Regions from separate parts of the Sus scrofa genome. Here region 2 is linked to region 1. The links are chromatin contacts, called in public Hi-C maps. All regions are on one chromosome and are shown on one strand. Each heading gives the region's core, a stretch centred on a gene start, on an enhancer-like site or on the middle of the called end of the contact. The rest is flanking DNA. Distances are from core to core; before and after follow the strand shown. Region 1 overlaps LOC106508433 (a long non-coding RNA gene). Region 2 overlaps CAST (calpastatin).

The links. Hi-C and Micro-C count contacts between places; a contact is called where the count stands out from the background.
Region 2: a Hi-C map of omental adipose tissue shows a contact between it and region 1, with 5 times the contacts expected there. The contact joins two enhancer-like sites. A contact is called at or near these places in 1 of 5 promoter capture datasets (liver), 28 of 47 Hi-C or Micro-C datasets (adipocytes, alveolar macrophages, blood and 15 more) and 2 of 2 datasets of contacts at active chromatin or transcription factors (alveolar macrophages and skeletal muscle).

The regions. Positions count from the first base shown.
Region 1 is chr2:103,208,370-103,211,833 of Sscrofa11.1, reverse strand. The region is part of intron 13 of LOC106508433 (a long non-coding RNA gene); the gene reads right to left. Among named protein-coding and RNA genes, the nearest start is that of CAST, 47 kb to the left of the region's middle. Within about 2 kb of position 1,888, at least 9 of the 83 cell types and tissues checked have an H3K27ac peak or open chromatin away from gene starts, as enhancers often do. A contact at or near this core is called in omental adipose tissue, where this site is marked.
Region 2 is chr2:103,336,180-103,339,643 of Sscrofa11.1, reverse strand. CAST (calpastatin) reads right to left here. Exons shown (of 31, transcript NM_214067.1): 13 at 2,925-2,963; 14 at 2,357-2,449; 15 at 2,126-2,218; 16 at 645-746. Among named protein-coding and RNA genes, the nearest start is that of ERAP1, 77 kb to the left of the region's middle. Within about 2 kb of position 1,778, at least 8 of the 83 cell types and tissues checked have an H3K27ac peak or open chromatin away from gene starts, as enhancers often do. A contact at or near this core is called in omental adipose tissue, where this site is marked.

The DNA of each region.
Region 1 (3,464 bases), core at 639-3,138:
GGGGTCGAATCGGAGCTGTAGCTGCCGGCCTACGCCAGAGCCACAGCAACGCGAGATCCAAGCCACGTCTGCAACCTACACCACAGCTCACGGCAACGCCGGATCGTTAACCCACTGAGCAAGGGCATGGACCGAACCCGCAACCTCATGGTTCCTAGTCAGATTCGTTAACCACTACGCCATGACGGGAACTCCACATGAAAGGATTTTCACATCACTCATTATTAGAGAGATGCAAATCAAAACCACTCTGAGGTACCACCTTATACCAGCCAGAATGGCCATCATCCAAAAGTCTACAAACAATAAGTGCTGGAGAGGGTGTGGAGAAAAAGGAACACTAGTACACTGTTGGTGGGATTGTAAATTGGTGCAACCACTGTGGAAAGCAGTATGGAGATTCCTCAGAAAACTAAATATAGAACTACCATTTGATTCAGCAATCCCACTCCTGGGCATCTACCTAGAGAAAACCATGACTCGCAAAGACACATGTACTCTGATGTTCATTGCAGCACTATTTACAATAGCCAGAACATGGGAACAACCTAAATGTTCATCGACGAGGAGTGGATTAAGAAGATGTGGTACATATACACAATGGAATATTACTCATCCATTAAAAAGAATGAAATACCAGCATTTTTAGCAACATGGATAGACCCAGAAACTATCATGCTAAGTGAAGTCAGCCATACAATGAGACACCAACATCCAATGCTTTCACTGACATGTGGAATCTGAAAAAAGGACAGATGGAACTTCTTTGCAGAACAGATGCTGACTCACAGACATTGAAAAACTTATGGTCTCTGGAGGAGACAGTTTGGGGGGTGGGGGGATGTGCTTGGGCTGTGGGATGGAAATCCTGTGAAATCAGATTGTTATGATCATTATACAACTACAGATGTGATAAATTCATTTGAGTAATAAAAAAATGCTTCTTTTTGTAGAGTTTCAAAGCACTATTATTTATGTCTACCTAAAGGACACATGTAATGGTACACATTTATGATGAACAACTTCCAGGTCCTATACCTTCTTATTTTAGCCTATCTCTTACTAAAGGGTGCCAGTGGCATTTTGTAAATGTGTCTCAATTTAAATAACCCAAATAATGGCTTGATTTTCTGGATAGGATTCAGGTAGTACATGAACCTCCCTGAAGCTGTGTGCCCTGGTGTGTGTATATTCTTTAATAGATTAGAAGGTCTGTAGCTTTTCACTATATTCTTTTGTGACCAAAAGAGAGTTGAGAGACATTGGTGAAAGAATAGCAGCAACTAATCTCAGTGTCTTAACCTATGATCCAGGCTATGCCCTTGATACTTCGAAGGAAGACGGCAGAGAGCCATAAGGAAGGTTTGTTTCAAGGCAGCAGCAGGGAGCTGTGGCCGAAAGCTCCAGTGGCTGGGGCACCACGCCCTGTGGTGATAGAACCAGAATCCTCAGACCCAGAGAAAATCCAGAGATCAGATCTGATGGTGAAAAACATTCTTATTCTCTTTGCCACTTACCTATCTCTAGATGATCGGTTTTTTCTTTCTGGTATTTCACTTTTATATTTTTGTTTGTTTGTTTACAAAGTACAACTTCTCTTATAAATAAATGAATTCAATACACATCTCTTGGGTGTGAAGCCCAGTATCTGAGAGTCCACTCATTGGAGTCCTGGGTTCATAGCCCAGATCCACACTTTGTAGCCATATGACTCTGGAACAGGGACCCTGACTCTCTGAGTTTCCACTTTTGGACCTCAGTGTAAAGAAACATGTTCTCTGAGACGTCTTTCCAAGCAAACCCTTGAAGGAGCAACCCCTAACTAATGGGTCCACTGATAACATCGTAACCGTGACCATCCTGCCGGCCCTTCTTAGGCTCCCTGGCCTGCCTAGCCTCTCAAGCAGTGGAGCAGGTTAAGTTCTCCGTCAGTGCTAGTCTCAGCCAAGCACAGCCTCAAACTACCCTTTGCAGTTTGCTTGCTTTTCTTTGAGCCCATTTGCTCCACTGACAAAGCAATCTGAAAGACAGTGGCCATGTGCTCTGCAAGATGATTGATGACTGCAGAATAAGGAGAGGTGAGGTGGGGGGTGCAGGAGACTTTCCCAGGAACTGCTAAATTACACTAAATACTTTAGCTGCTCAGGGTACATTGGGGGCTGACCCTGCAGTCTCCCCAGTGCACAAGTTTATGCTGGTAAGTAACTAAAAATCAGAAGAGCATTAACTGTCTTAATAAGACTGGACTGTTTCTGCTTTACAAAGCTCAGGGTGGGAACATTAGGATTCCTTGCCATGATTAAAAAAAAAAAATTTTTTTTTTTTCAGGTTCAGAAGAAGAAGAAAAAACAAAGAGGGGTGGTATGAAGTTTCTCGGCACAAGCTGGGCCTGGCCTCAGGCATGAAGCTAAGGGTCCATGGACATGCTCCTTGGATTTTGCCTGAATCTTTGGACTCGGCTTCAGGTTTATCTGCCTGAATGTTTCCCTTCCCCCATAACGAATGAATCATTTCCTTCTCTCATATCCTGCCAAACATTTCACATCATACCTCCCATTCTTGGGTAGGTGCCTAAATTGAACAACTCACTATGATGAGAAAGCAACTGATGGGAAACAATTTTTCATTCTCATTTTATAAGCCTCTTGAAATATGCTTTTTGGGAGAGGCTTTAGGGCATGATAACCATGTCCAAGCTGGATGCTTTTGATGAAAGTCCATTGTCCACAGGATGCACTGTGGTAGGGAAGCTATCACAGAACCCAGAGGGGAAGGGAACCTGATTCCACCCCTTGAAACAATGTAAGGAGTCAGGCATCTGCCAATAATAATCCAGAAGGAAGTGGAAAGTCACTCTAGATAAAATAATGAGCTTCTGCTGCCACCTGGTGGAGTTCTCACCTTTAACCATTGTTAATTAAAGGGTCATTATCCAGAGAAACTACAGAGCTGTAGTTCTCAAAGTGAGCGCCTTTGGCCAGGAGTATGGGTGTTACCTGGTGATTTATTACCTATGACAATGGATGAGTTACTTAATCTTTACAAGTCTAGTTTCCTTAGTTATAAAATGTCTAACTCATAGCATTGTGAGAATTTAAAAAGAAAATGTAAATAACGGGAGCACTAATAATAAAAAATGTAAGGTGCCTAGTATTAAACTTAACCTAAACACTGGTAAATATGGAAAAAGTTATAATATTTCATTGAAAGATATTTGTGATTACCTCAAAAAAGGGAGCTCCTTGGAAAAGCAGAATCCTAGACTACTCTAGACCGAATGGATCAAGAGATACACTTAACAGGATCTCCAGGTTATTAGCATAGGCATTAAAGTTTGCAAAGCACTGTTTTGGAGATATATGCTCATTATAATTGCTACTTTGAGCTTTTGAACACCCTTAAGTTTTTCAAGTAAAAAGTGCTGTCATGGAGTTCCCGTTGTGGCTCAGGGGAAATGAATCTGA
Region 2 (3,464 bases), core at 529-3,028, 130 kb before region 1:
TTTAATCTGAAAACTTCTTTTCACCAAATACAAGCTTGCTTTGGCTCAGAAGGCTGTAAGGTCTTGGCATGTCATAAGATAAACACTCCCCACTACCATACTCTATAAACATATAGCAACTCCAGTTATAAAGTAATTGTTGCTTGACTTTAATTTGAGACCAGTTTTCAACAGTTTTCCCCATAGCTATAAAATAATCTCCCACCCTATCTGCAACCACATTCCTCTCTCCTTATAAAGAAAGAAAAGAAAGAAAAGCACCTGGAACCCTTCTGAAAATACAAATTTCCAAATTTCATCAGAGCAGACAAACCTGCTTCCCATGAGGCCACTGCCTCTATGTTATCTTGTTTAGTCTGGTGTCTTAATAATTGGCAAGGGAGATTAGTGTTGCTTTTAAATATTAATAAAATTCTAGATGTTTATACGATAAACACTCAAATATCCTTCTGGTTTGCTAACTCCCCAGAAATAAATAGCTAAATTAACTAGCAGAAAGTAAGGCAGAACCAAGAACAATTCTCTTTAAATCTCTGATAAAATTAAAATGGTGCAAGAATTCCACACATGTATGATGCCTTTGGTTTTGTCACCTTGCAACCTGCAGTCTAACAGGCTTTGTACATGAACTCCAAGGTCAGTACCTCATCAATTTCCTTAATGGAGCTGAGGTCAAGCTCGGGTTCTGACTTCCGGCTGCCCAGGGAAGCTGACAAAGCCTCCAGTGCTTGATCACTCATCGTGTCCTGCAAAAATAAATTTTGTAAATTCAAAGAGAAAACATATCCTCAGCCCAAACAATCCGCTCACCTCTTTGTGAAATTCAAATTTTAAATCTCTAAGAATGAACTGTGGACTGGGGAAAGACTTTACAAAGGCAATTTTATTTGAAACCTTGCAAAAGAGAGAAAGAAAAAAGAACTTACCAGTGAATGAAAATTGTGGCTAGGACAGACCCGTTTCTATAGTAACAGTGCTCTCAGGGGCACACTTTGCCTCTTATTTAGCAAGCTAGAAGTGTAACTATAATAATAACTTTATTATAAAACACTCATATAAAAAGAAAAGCTACAAGAAGTAAACTTTCACTATCCTGTTTCTCTTTTTCTAAAAACGTGTCCCTAAAAAATGGCTTCAGACAGCCCTGTCCTTCAGCACAACAGGAAGCCCAGGAAGCAGAGAGCTCTGAAGTGTCTGAAGTGGGCCCCACTGCCGCCTTCTCCAAAGACACATTGGCTGAGGGCTGTAGGAACTCCCGCTCTCAGGGGTGTGGTGCTCTCACTGCTCCCCCAGCCAGATAAAAAACAAACTGTCCACGCCAGGAGAGAGAGGCAGAGCAGCACCAACAGAAACTGCTGCTTACATTATCTGCAGGTGGGGCATGGTTTCTCATCCAGCCCAGAGTCACCCCCCACAGCCCCCCCTTTTTTTTTTGGTCTTTTTAGGGCCGCACCCAAGGCATTTGGAAGTTCCCAGGCCAGGGGTTGAATTGGAGCTAAGGCTGCCAGCCTACACCCCAGCCACAGCAAAGCCAGGTCTGAGCTGCTTCTGTGACGTACGCCACAGCTCATACAAGATCCTTAACCCACTGAGTGGCCAGGGATCAAACTTGTGTTCTCATGCATACTAGCCAAATTTGTTACTGCTGAGCCACATGAAGGGCATTCCTTTTATTTTTTTCCCCCCGAGTCACCTTTTGGGATCCACGAGGATCAAGGCAGAGCTGACTGCCTAAGAGAAGTGGACAGAAGCAGCTACAATGCCCCCTCGTGATTCACAGGGCTCAAATGCTTTAGGAAAGTTGAAGATTTGATGCCCCAAGCAAGAGTGCAGCTGCTCTGGGGTCCTGCCCTTCTGAGCAGTAGAATCTTGAGATAGTCTTACTCCACAATCAAGGCAAGTGTGCTGAAATCACCCACAAGCATTTGCAGAAAGAGAAGGCCTGCCTGGAGATGACCGAGTGAACCCTGACTGGTTTCACTACTCCACACAGGACCAGGAGCGCAAAGACACTCATCAAGTGTGATGCACAATCGGACTTCTCCCGAATCAGTTCCATAAGCCTCAGGAAAGCATCTGCTGTCAGGCAGACCATGCTTCGTTGCAAAGAAGTAATGATTTATACCTCTTCCACCCTTCTTTTTTTCTCGTGGGGTGGAGCAGCAGCGCTTTTGATTACCCCAACAGACTGAGCTTTCAAAACCTCTCCAGTAGATTTCTGAAAAACAAAATAAAAAGCTTTGACTTAGAGATGAAGGGAATGTATGAATCAAATTGTGATAACCAGAACTAAAAAGGTGTCTTCAAGTTTGAGATGGTTTCTAACAAGTTTCCTTCATTATATTAAAAACAATACCTCTTTCTCGGTTTTCTTCCCATCAGCTGTAGGAGAACTGCAGGTCAAGTCTAATGACAAGGCATCAATGGCATCATCGGGCCCCAGGGGTTTCTAAAGAAACAGGCAGCATGACAGGTAACATGGGGCAATCACATGTGGAAATGATTCAAGTAACAGATCCAATTATAAACCCAGCAAACAAAGAACATGCTATGGCAATTCCTTTACTAGCAAATGAGATGTTTAGTAATACAGACAAAAGCCTCTGTTTGGGAAGGAATTGAGTGCTCAATAAATATTACTTTTCTGTTTTTTTTCTCATATTACATGCTAGGACAGTCTCATCCTATTTTTATTAACATTTATTTTAGCCTAAAATTTTCTTCTTCCCAACAAAAAACTTACAAGGGAAATGAAAAGGCATTGCCAAACCCCATGCGCACCCCTTTTCTCTGATCAGATGGAAAATGCATCTGATTTAGAGATTTAGTCATAATCCCAATACACAGAATTGATAACACACTCCCCCCAACCAAAGACATAAAAATGTTAACTCTGATATTGGAGGACATCTATGTAAACTCACCGAAGTGTCTGGAGGAGGCACTGGGATCCCTTCTTTTTTCTGAAACAAATATTAATTTGAGGAGGCTGAGAAGGCACAACTAATGCTTATGATCCACAAAATGTAGAGCTCAGTGATTGCTGTAGGTTGCATAGTGTCTTTCCCAAATTCCTATGCTCAAGTCTTACCCTCTAATACTTCAGAATGTGACTCTATCTGAAGCCAGGGCTTTTAAAGAGGTAATCAAGGGTCAATGAGGACATTAGGATGGGCCTTCAATCAATATGGGCCTGTGTTCCTATAAAAGGGGGAAATGACCTAGAGGTACACGTAGAGAAAAGATGACATGCAGATGTGTAACTCATAGAAAGGAGATGGGGAGTGACTCCACACACAGCAACCTACAAGACCCAGGAGAGAGGCCTGGAATAGGTATCTCCTCTCACCTGGTCTTCAGAAGGAACCAAGCCTGCCCACAACTTGAGGCCAGTCTTCTAGCCCACAGAACTGTGAGATGGTATGTTTCTGTTGTTTAAGCCATCCTGGCTCTGGTAGTTTGTT